2 separate regions of the Pan troglodytes genome follow, and region 1 is linked to region 2. Evidence: chromatin contacts called from public HiChIP or PLAC-seq data. All regions are on one chromosome and are shown on one strand. Each heading gives the region's core, a stretch centred on a gene start, on an enhancer-like site or on the middle of the called end of the contact. The rest is flanking DNA. Distances are from core to core; before and after follow the strand shown.

Region 1 (5,334 bases), core at 2,207-4,706, 250 kb before region 2:
CTTGAGCCCAGGAGTTCCTGACCATAGTGAGATCTCGTCTCTACAAAAAATAAAAAATTAGCCAAGCATGGTGGTGAGTGCCTATAGTCCCAGCTACTCAAGAGGCTAGCATGGGAAGATCACTTGAGCCCAGGAGTTTGAGGCTACAGTGAGCCATGATCACACAATGGCAGTGCAGCCTGGGCAACAGAGTGAGACTCTTATCTCTAAAATAAAATAAAAAGAAAGACAGTATGGTATTAGCACTAACCTCTCCAACAGGATCTGGGGAAGGCGCCTTGTAGTTGAGTCACAAATAATTCTTCACATGACTTACATATAAATGAAAAATGTAATGTCAGTTCACATTTAGCCACCAAATGAATTTTGGGGGAAGACTTGTTTTCTAGAGCCTTTTGGATTTCCAGTTTATAGATAAGGGATGGTAGACCTATATGCCAATTTGGTAAGGAAATAAATGGTGTGTTTTGTACATTTCTGGTAAAGAAAATTTTGGACCCTCTACCTCATAACATATACAGATTGAGTTCATCCGTCATCTGAAAATCCGAAATGCTCCGAAATCCAAAACCTTTTTCCTTAAGAAAAAAGAATTGAGTCTTGCCATGTTGTGCAGGATGGAGTGCAGTGGCTGGTCACAAGTTAAATCATTGCACACTATAGCCTTGAACTCCTGAACTCGAGCAATCCTCCTGCATCAGCCTCATGAGAGTAGCTGAGACTACAGGCGCGAGACACTGTGCCTAGTAAAATCTGACTTTTTCAGCACAGACATGACAAAGTAAATGCTCATTGAAGCATTTCAGATTTTGGGTTTTTGGAGTAGGGATGCTCAACTGGTAAGTATAATGCAAATCAAAATCTGAAAGACTTCTGGTCATAAGCACTTTGGGTAAGGGATACTCAATCTGTATCAAATTCTAGAAAATGTGGCTGGGCGTGGTGGCTCACGCCTGTAATCACAGCACTTTGGGAAGCCGAGATGGGTGGAGGTCCTGAGCTCAGGAGCTCAAGACCAGTCTGGGCAACATAGGAAAACCCTGTATCTACTAAAAATACAAAAAAGTAGCTGGGTGTGGTGGTGCGTGCCCGTAGTCCTAGCTACTCAGGAGGCTGAGGCATATGAATTGCCTAAACCTGGGAGGCGGAGGTTGCAGTGAACTGAGAGCCCCTGCACTCCAGCCTGGGCGACAGAGCGAGACTGTCTAAAAAAAAAAAAAAGAAAATTTAAATGTGAAAAATAAAAACCAAGATCAGAAAATAGTTAGAAAATTATAAACTGTGGGCGGGTGTTCCAGTGTGCTTACCAGAGCACTCACTCGCCGGTGGGCAGGGAAATGCCGTGGGAGGCAGCAGCACAGATTCTTCTGTCTTTTATCCACAGCAAAAATACCCAACAGTGACAACATCCAGTGCTGATGGGCAGGCAGGAGGACCAGGTCATTGTTTTAACACAGGTGGAAGAAGCATGACTTGCAAATGTTCTGCAGTTAATTGGGCACTATCACTTTGAAACCAAACCTGGTTAGAATGAAAAGCACCAGCATGGAAGTGTACAAGTTTATTCTGGTGTTGCTGGGTTATTGTGGAGAAGATCTGGAAGCAACATAAATGTGCCTCACTTGGGAGAATTTATGGTGTGGTTATCTGGGCATCTAGAACCAGGAGGATAAACTGTTGGCAAGTGAGAGTCACTGGGGGAACGGTCTATAGTAGTATCCTAATTGTGTATCTTTAGTTTATTGTGAGCATGTATGATGTCTGTTAATATTTTCCTCCAGTAGTAGAGAAAACGTGCTAAGGAAAAAAAAAATGAAGATGGAGAGAGTAGAAACAGCAAGTGAGAAGGCTTTCTGAAACATGTAAATGGAGTGGGAAGGACTCAATGGGCTCTCCCACCCCACCAAAAATATCCTTCTTTTACCTTATGGTTTTTATGATGATCAAAGTGAGATTTGCCTGTACTCCCACCATGAGGAGATGGCCCAGCATATTGATGGAAATCCTTCCAGACAAAATGGCTCTGGCATGCTCTGCAGACAGTACTATATTATACACCTTTCTTATGCCAGTGCAGAGATGAGCCCGATTTGAAGGGCTGCATGATGTTCTTTTGAATGTACGATTTATTTAACCTCTTCTGCACTGAGGAACGTTTAGGTGTTTTCCCATTTTTCACCACTACAATCAGTGTGCACGCATGTTTCCAGTTCTTAAATTTAGGATACGTTCTGGGAAGGGATTAATGAGACAGATTTTTACTTTTCATACATTGTGTCAAACTGCTTTCCAAAAAATACGGAAACAGTTGATCCTCCCACCAGCAGAGAAGACTCTCTTCACCCTTGCATGACTGGGAATAATTCTTCATTCTTGGAATTCTGTGGGTTAAAAAAGACGTTTCATTAAATATCTGTTCCTGTTTTTATATCTTCCCCGTTGGCCCCAAAGTGCTCCTTGCCTATTAGCCTAGTTGGCACCTTGTTACAGGTTGCACCTTTGGCTCTTAGTTTCTTAATTGTTCACTGCTTATAGCTTTTTTGTAAGCAAATCAGATTTCTGTAATACAGCCGTAAAGATAGAGATATATAGATCTGTATTTTTATTTACCTACAGTAAGTGTGGTGTGGAAGGAGAGGGAATTTGAACAAAGATCAGATAGGTTGTGGTTCCATGCTTGTGGAGTGGCCCTCTGTTGGTGGGGCTGGAAGTGCGTGGGTGCGGGGGCGGGGTGGGGTCCCTCTAAGCTGGCAGGGTTGGGGCAGGAACTTGTAGGGCACTCAGAGCAGCCTCTCCAGCTCCTTTTGCCCTGCCCGCAGCTCATGATGGAGCAGTCCAAGAAGTCCTCCCTCATGGTGGCCCGCAGTATTCTCAACAACAAGCTCATCAGCAAGAAGCTGGAGCGCTACCTGAAGGTGAGGCACTGGTCCAGGCCTGCCCTGTCCCCAGCTTAGTCCCCGCCTGTGCTCCCTCCCTTCAGTGTCCGCGCCCCTCCCCACAGGGCGAGAACCCTTTCACCGACAGCCCCGAGGAGGAGAAGGAGCAGGAGGAGGCTGAGGGCGGTGCCCTGGACGAGGGGGCGCCGGGCGAAGCGGCAGGGATCTCGGAGGGCGCAGAGGGCGTGCCGGCGCAGCCTCCCGTGCCCCCAGAGCCAGCCCCCGGGGCCGTGTCGCCGCCACCGCCGCCGCCCCCAGAGGAGGAGGAGGAGGGCGCCGTGCCCTTGCTGGGAGGGGCGCTGCAACGCCAGATCCGCGGCATCCCGGGCCTCGACGTGGAGGACGACGAGGAGGGCGGCGGGGGCGCCCCGTGACCCGAGCTCGGGGCGGGCGGGGCCCGCGTGGCCGAAGCTGGAAACCAAACCTAATAAAGTTTTCCCATCCTACCTCCGGGTTTCTCTGTTACTGTGCCGCGCGGGCGGGGCGGGGCGGGGGTGGGCGGAGGGGCGGGGTGCGCATGCGCGCGGGCCGGGCCGTCGGGCACGGCGGTGGGACCACAACTCCCATCAGGCCACGGAGCTGGATCTTAGCAGCCCGAAAGGCCAGCTGGGACGGCGAGGGCGGGCCCTCGTGAAGACCAGCCAATGGGGGCGCGCGGAAGTAGTGACGTGTGCGCCTGGTCTTCCAGTAGTCGATGGCGGAGGTGCGCTGAACGCATGCGTGCTGTGGTCGCCTAGTAAAAGGGGCTGCTGGTGGGCCGCGTCGAAGACATGGACCAGGGCTACGGAGGTTTGTGTTGGCTGCTGGGTGCGGAGCGGGGAGGGAAGGCTCTGTGCGGGCGGCGCAGCCGCTGCGCAGACTGCCGCGGGCCGGGCCTTCGTCCCGAGCGTGGTTGCCGCAGCTGGGCCCTCCGGAGAGGCGGCCAGGGCGCGCGCGCGCCGCTCATTGGGCTTTGGCGCCGTCGCTCCCGGGGCGCTGCGTGCGGATTGGCCGCCAGGCCCCGAGGAGGCGGGCGGGACTCGGGGTTGGGGCAGACGCCGCGGTGGGCTTCGTGGGGCCGTCTTGGACAGTGTGGGCCGTTTTTGCCCCTCACCTTCGGCGGAGTCCTTCCGGCCCCCAGCGACCCCGGGGTTTGCACTCCCGGCTTCCTCTTCCGAAGACGCCACAAAATGGCGGCGCTAGGGGGGCGGAGCTACAGCGTGGGGTTGTGAGGTCGGACCCGGGGAGCTGGGTCTGGGGCCGCGGGCGGACCGCGGGGGCCGCCTCTCTCCCGACCTGCCCTAGGCCCGCGGGGCCGTGTAGGGTCTCCGCTGGGCTCACGTGGCCCAGGGCGCCTGTCCCGGAAGCCGTCGGGCTGCGCGGGGTCGGGCCTTTAGTCCCCGGTGCAGCGCGTTGGGGCCGAGTGCTGCCGGCGCGAGAGTCGGCCTCGCCGGGCTCCAGCTCTGTACCCGGCGCGTGCTGGCTTGGGACAGGATGGTGAGGGGCAGATGCTGAGTGTTCGTACAAAGCTGGAAACCTGATGTGCCCTGGGGCTGGTGACATTGGCAGTTCTCCTTTAGGCAGTCTGTTGTGGTGGCCTGGAGGGGCCGAGGAGCTGTGCAGGAGGGAACGTGTCCTTTCCCCACTAGGATTTAGCGCTTGGCCTGCAGTAGGGCCGATCTTCTCGAGCTGCCTGCTCCCTGCTTCTGGAATCAGAGCCTTCTGGGAGCAAAGTTTGCCCACAGGGGATAGTTGGGACATGCTGGGTGGAGCTCGACTGGTTGTAGAGAAGCTAGTGGTCTGATCCTGGCTGCAGGAGCTCGAGAAGTTGTCGATCTTGAGAAGTGGCAGGGCAAAAGTAGCCCAGCACCAGAAATTGCAGAGAGGTTTCGGTCCTGAGGCGGCAGTGTGCGCGGTGTGCTTTGGTGTCTTCCGGGTCCTAGCGAAGGCTCAGCCTGGCTCTCCTGGTCTTCCGCAGCCTGGGTAGATTTCACCATTCTTTCCCTTCTTTCCCATCAGATCTTTTCTGCAGGTATTGTATTCCTCCTTTTCATTCTTAGTTTGGAGAGGTTTTTTTTTTTTACCCCCTCTTCCTACCTGCCGAAAACCTTTCAGACACAGTGGAGATAGTTAAGCTTCCCTGATTTCTTGTGCTTCCGGGAGCGTTTTAAGGTTAATAGTGCGTGCCACTTACACTAGAGCTTCACAGAGAAGCAGTCTCTCGAGGTTGGTTACTTGCTGTTAGAATCTGCAGTCTGCCTTTCTGCTGCACGGATGCGAATTTAGAAGGTTTTGCGGTATGACGGAGGGGAAGGCGTAGCATAGCAAGAGGGCAAAACTCAGCAGTATGACTGGGTCAAGTCTCGTAACCCATGAGCCTAGCTCCCTTGTCTCTGAATGGCATTCCGGACAACAGGGT
Region 2 (5,398 bases), core at 981-3,480:
ATAAGACGTAGAGGAGGAGGGCCGGGCCCGATGGCTCATGCCTGTAATCCCAGCACTTTGGGAGGCCAAGGCAGGCGGATTGCCTGAGGTCAGGAGTTCGAGACCACTCTGGTGAATATGGTGAAACCCCATCTCTACTAAAAATACAAAAAAATTTAGCCGGGTGTTGTGGCGTGTGCCTGTAATCCCAGCTACTCAGGAGGCTGAGGCAGGAGAATTGCCTGAACCCAGGAGGTGGAGGTTGCAGTGAGCCGAGATTGCGCCACTGCACTCCAGCCTGGGCGAAAGAGACTCCGTCTCAAAAAAAAAAAAAAAAGAAAAAGAAAAAAGATACAGAAGGAGATGCAGGCACAGGGAATAAGGCCATCTGAAGATACACGCAGAAATTGGAGTGACGCAGCCATAAGCCAAAGAATGCCTGGAGCCTCTTGAAGTTGGAGAAGGTAAGAATCCTCCCCAAAGATCTCGAGAGAGTGTATGGCCCCGCTGATGCCTCCACGCTGAATTTCTGGCCTCCAGAAGTGTAAGAGAATTAATTCCTGTTGTTTCAAGCCACCCAATTTGTGGTAATGTGTTATGGCCATCAAAGGAAATTAATAGAACACCTCAGGGCCTTTGCATGTGCCATCTCCTCTACCTGGATTACTCTTTCTCCAGATCCTTGTGGGGCCCATGTCCTCACTTCCTCCTGGTCTCTCTGCTCAACTGTCACCTCCTTAGAGAGTCCTTCTGCTCGTCCTAAGAGAGGCCCTTACTGTATCCCTCTAACTCAATAATTTGTTGCACTTCTCTTTAAATATCAATCAATTTAGATACATGGTATTTTTTTCCTCCCCTGCCCCACACCCACCCCTTTATTTTTAGAGACAGGGTCTTGCTCTGTTGCCCCAGCTGGAGTGCAGTGGCACGATCACAGCTCACTGTAGCCACAACCTCTTGGGTTCAAGCAATTCTCCCTTCTCAACCTCCCAAGCAACAGGGATAACAAGCACGTGCCACCATACTCAGCTAATTTTTTTTTCTTTTTAAAAAAATTTTTTTTAGACAGAGCCTTGCTCTGTTGCCCAGGCTGGAGTGCAATGGCGTGGTCTCAGCTCACCGCAACCTCCACCTCCTGGGTTCAAGCGATTCTCCTGGCTAAGTTTGTTTGTTTGTTTGTTTTTTTGAGAGACTGGGTCTCACTTTTTGACCTCGGTTGGTCTCAAATTCCTGGCCTCAAGCGATCCTCCTGTCTTGGCCTCCCAAAGTGCTAGGATTACACACATGGACCACCATGCCAGGCTTGTTTCCCTTTTTTAAAAAATCACTTGTCCTCTGTGTGTATTTGTTTCAGGGACTGTTGAATAATCCAGCTTTCGGCTGAGAAGCTTTTCGGACATTTGCCTAGTGACAATCTTTCTTTATCTGGGGAGAGATTGGTCAGATAATTAGTCTTGGAGCATGCTAAAGCTTTGTCTCCCAAGAAAGAATTTACATCTATTACAACATCTTTCTCTCTCTCTCTGGAAAATTGTATCCTTGTTATTAAGACTTTTTTTCTTTTTTAGCTTTACAGAAAAGCTGCAAAGATAGCAAGATAATTTTTGTCTACTCTTTATCCAGCTTCCCTGAATGCTAACATCTTATATAACCATAATACATTTACTGAAACAAAAAGATTAACACTGGTTCATTACTAACTCAACTCCAGACTTTATTTGGATTTCACCAACTTTATCCACAAATTTGTCCTTTTTTTGATTCCTGGATCCAGTCCAGGGTACTATATTGAATTTAGTTGTCACAGCTCCTTTCCCTCCTCTAGTCTGTGGCAGTGCCTCAATCTTCGTTTTTCATGACCTTGACAGTTTTGGAGAGGTCTGGTTAGGCATTTTGTAGAATGTGACTCAATTTGAATTTCCTTTGCTTGCTACTATACCTATTATACAAAAAATATACACATATATATATTTACATGCACAAATATTTATTTATAGTGTGGAAAATATACATAACATAAAATTTACCATTTTTTAAGTAGTATTATTATTTTGTGAGACATGGTCTTGCTCTGGTACGGCCCCGCTGGTGTGGAAAGCGAGCTGTGTTCGGAGGGCCTGAACCTACGGGCTTGCACCGTGGGGCCAATGGAAAGCTGCGGAAGGTGGGCCCCCAAAGGTCTGGGCTCCTGAAGCCGCTGAGGGGCGTGGCCTCCTGGTTTTAAAACAATTAAATGGGTGTGAGGCCTGCAGTGCGAGCCAATGAAAGGCAAGGGGAGGCGGGGTCTATGAGGGAGGCGGCCAGTAGAGGCAAGGCTCTTTCGGGTGGCCCGGGAGCGTGGCTCCGACTGTGCGCATGCGCATCGGGCCGGACTACGGGGCGCCGCTGAGCCAAGTGAGCCACCCGGGCACGGCCACGCTCCCGGGTCACGTGACACGGAGGAGGCCGAATTCTGCTGGAGGCAACGCCATATCCTGGAGGTGAAGGTGAATAGCCTCGGGGGTCGAGCTGGTGTGGGAGAACCACATCCTGATGCGATGTGACCTCGACCCAGCCTGGCCCGGGGTCGGGGATCAGGCTCGGGCCCGTGCGCTCTTTAAGGGAGAGGCGTGGGTTGCGTGGAGGGTCGCGCCCGCTAACCCGGGGGCGTGACCTCGTGCCTCTTGGTGACGTAACATGGGGCGGGCTCACTACTGGGGCTGAGATTTGGGGTCCGGTTGTGGAAAGAGAGGCGGGGCTTCCGCCTGTCCATTGACAAGTAGGTAAGTGGAAGATAACTGTGTGGTGCTGTCGTCGCCACCTTGACTTGTGGTGGCTAGTTTGGGTGGGAGTGGTGGTGATGTAAAGGACTGGGGCTAGCCCCGCGAGGGGCGTGACCTTGTCACAGAGAGGCATGGCTTCACCCCGAGCCTAGGCGCACAAAGGGCGTGGTCTGGCAGGGTTGGGGGCGTGGCCGCACAGAAACTGGTGGCAAGGGGCGTGGCCCAGGATCCTGCTTCGGGAAGGGGCGCGATTTCTTCCGGAGAGGTTCCCTGTCGCGCCCAAGTCTGGGAAGTGCCCTTTCTCTCTTAGGTACCACCTCATGGAGACCCCCGCGGCCGCCGCCCCCGCCAGGAGCTTATTCCCCTCCTTCCTGCTCCTGGCCTGCGGGACGCTGGTGGCCGCCTTGCTGGGCGCCGCTCACCGCCTGGGGCTCTTCTATCAGCTGCTGCACAAGGTGCGGGGCACAGAATGGGAGGTGGGCTGGGGGCAGTCAAAGAGGGAGGGGCCTCGTGGTGCTGCTTCCAGCTCACTCATTGTGCAGGGTGGGAAAGCGAGCCCCGACTAGTCCAGAGGGACTGGTGAGAGGTTCTGTCCAGGGCCCTGTCTCCATTGCCACGCTGTGTATGGAGGCCTGGACTTTGCCACTAGTAAGAGAGAACACGGAAGCTGCCGCTGCCGGGGCACTCGCACCCCACCTACCTCCTTCCCCAGTGACTCTTTTCACAGAACAGATGGACAGCACTCTGTGCTCCCTAACCTGGATGGGATAAATGGGGCAGAGGGCAGGCTCCAGCGAGGGGGTGGCAGTGACGGTTTCATAACAGTTGCCCTCTGCTGAGCTCAGTACTGTAGACTTTCTTACCTACCCCTTACCTTTTCCTTGAAAGTAGGTGCTGTTCTTTCTGTCTTCATTTTCTGCAAGAGGAAGCTGAGGCTCAGAGAGATTGTGTGGTGGTTTGCCCTAGGTGACATGTTTGGAGAGAGCTGACCCCACAGGCCTCCCCCTAAACTCCTTGCACCTCTGTTTGAAATTTACCCCTTCCCCAGACCCCCTCCTCAACCCTTTCTCTCCTAGCAGGGACCAAGCTTGACCTCTCCCTCCCCAAACCCTTCTCTACTGCTTCCTCTGCTAGCCAGGAGTGATGCCACTGACCTTCAGGACTTAGGAGATTTAAAGCAAGCCTTGGATGTGTAGGGCTGTGAGGCAGCTAGAGTTGGGAGGCCTCGGCACAGTCTGTGCCAGCAGCTCACTCCCGTGCCAGGCACATGGTGGCTGGCAGCCTGTCAACTAAGCCCTGGGCCTGTTTAGCGTCCATCAGGAGGGCATCAGGGAGGCTGGGATCAGGAGCCCAGCTGCCAGGCTCTGCAGGGATACTGGAGGGCAGGGAGGAGTCACAGCAGATGGCTCCCTGCCATCTGCTCTGCGTGCGTTGTGCCCCTGGCCAAACCCCCTGGGTTATATAACCCTCTCCTCTCTCCCTGATTGCCCTGCCATCCTGGAGACAGGCAGTGTAACAGTGGGGCACTTAAGAGCGTGGGTTCTATTGAACTTTTAGTCTTACTTGGGCAAGTCTTGATATCCTCAGCTGTAAGAGAGATGTAATGACAAGAGGATCTGATAAGATGTTATGCCTTGGTTTGAGCCTGGCATGTAGTATAATATATGCCTAACCAAGACCAAGCTTCTCTTGACCTCTCACCCTGCTCCTGCCCCCTTACCTGGGGCAGGGGGATTGCCCCCTTTCCCAGCTGCCCTCTGCCCTGGCCTTTAACTTTATTGCTCCACCTGTCCTTGGGCCCAGGTGGACAAGGCAAGCGTCCGGCATGGCGGAGAGAACGTGGCCGCTGTGCTGAGGGCCCATGGTGTGCGGTTCATCTTCACGCTGGTCGGCGGGCACATTTCCCCGCTGCTGGTGGCCTGTGAGAAACTGGGCATCCGTGTGGTGGACACACGCCATGAGGTCACGGCTGTCTTTGCTGCTGATGCTATGGCCCGCCTGTCCGGTGAGGGCATTGCAGAGAGGGCTGGGGACTGGTTGGACTGTGGGCTAGAGTGTCTGTGAGGGTAGGGGTTTTTCAGAGGTGGGAGAATGGCCAGGAGAGTGGGCATGGCTGTGATGGGCTCTGTGTTCCAGGGACGGTGGGCGTGGCGGCAGTGACAGCAGGCCCTGGCCTCACCAACACGGTGACTGCGGTGAAGAATGCTCAGATGGCTCAGTCCCCAATCCTGCTTCTGGGTGGGGCCGCCAGCACTCTGCTGCAGGTACCCAGTCCTTGGGGGCCAGTGGGGGCCTAGGGGGGCTTGAAGGGCTCATGCGATAACCCTGCCACACCTCTGTCTTTGCCAGAACCGGGGTGCGCTCCAGGCCGTTGATCAGCTGTCCCTTTTCCGGCCACTCTGTAAGTTCTGTGCGTCTGTGCGGAGGGTGCGGGACATTGTGCCCACCCTGAGGGCCGCGATGGCTGCCGCCCAGTCGGGCACCCCAGGTAGGTGGAGGATGGTGATGCTGAGCAGTGCTGGGGCTGAGGGGCTGGGGACATGTTGTGGACTCAGCGTCCTCCCTGTCCCTGCAGGTCCGGTGTTTGTGGAGCTGCCCATTGACGTGCTGTACCCCTACTTCATGGTCCAGAAGGAGATGGTGCCAGCCAAGCCACC

The links. HiChIP or PLAC-seq counts read pairs in DNA pulled down with a chosen protein or histone mark.
Region 1: a contact with region 2 is called in an H3K4me3 HiChIP or PLAC-seq map of stem cell-derived excitatory neurons, with 2.7 times the contacts expected there. The contact joins the promoter of AKAP8 here to the promoter of ILVBL in region 2. A contact is called at or near these places in 1 of 7 Hi-C or Micro-C datasets (stem cell-derived neural progenitor cells) and 1 of 1 datasets of contacts at active chromatin or transcription factors (stem cell-derived excitatory neurons).

What each region holds. Positions count from the first base shown.
Region 1 is chr20:18,070,792-18,076,125 of NHGRI_mPanTro3-v2.0_pri, reverse strand. AKAP8 (A-kinase anchoring protein 8) reads left to right here and starts at 3,456. Exons shown (of 14, transcript XM_016935347.3): 1 at 3,456-3,725. The coding sequence starts at 3,707. AKAP8L (A-kinase anchoring protein 8 like) reads left to right here. Exons shown (of 14, transcript XR_010153740.1): 13 at 1,385-2,915; 14 at 3,002-3,382.
Region 2 is chr20:17,815,023-17,820,420 of NHGRI_mPanTro3-v2.0_pri, reverse strand. It overlaps ILVBL (ilvB acetolactate synthase like), which reads left to right and starts at 2,230. Exons shown (of 16, transcript XM_001172135.8): 1 at 2,230-2,465; 2 at 3,052-3,196; 3 at 4,545-4,746; 4 at 4,878-5,005; 5 at 5,091-5,229; 6 at 5,317-5,398. The coding sequence starts at 3,062.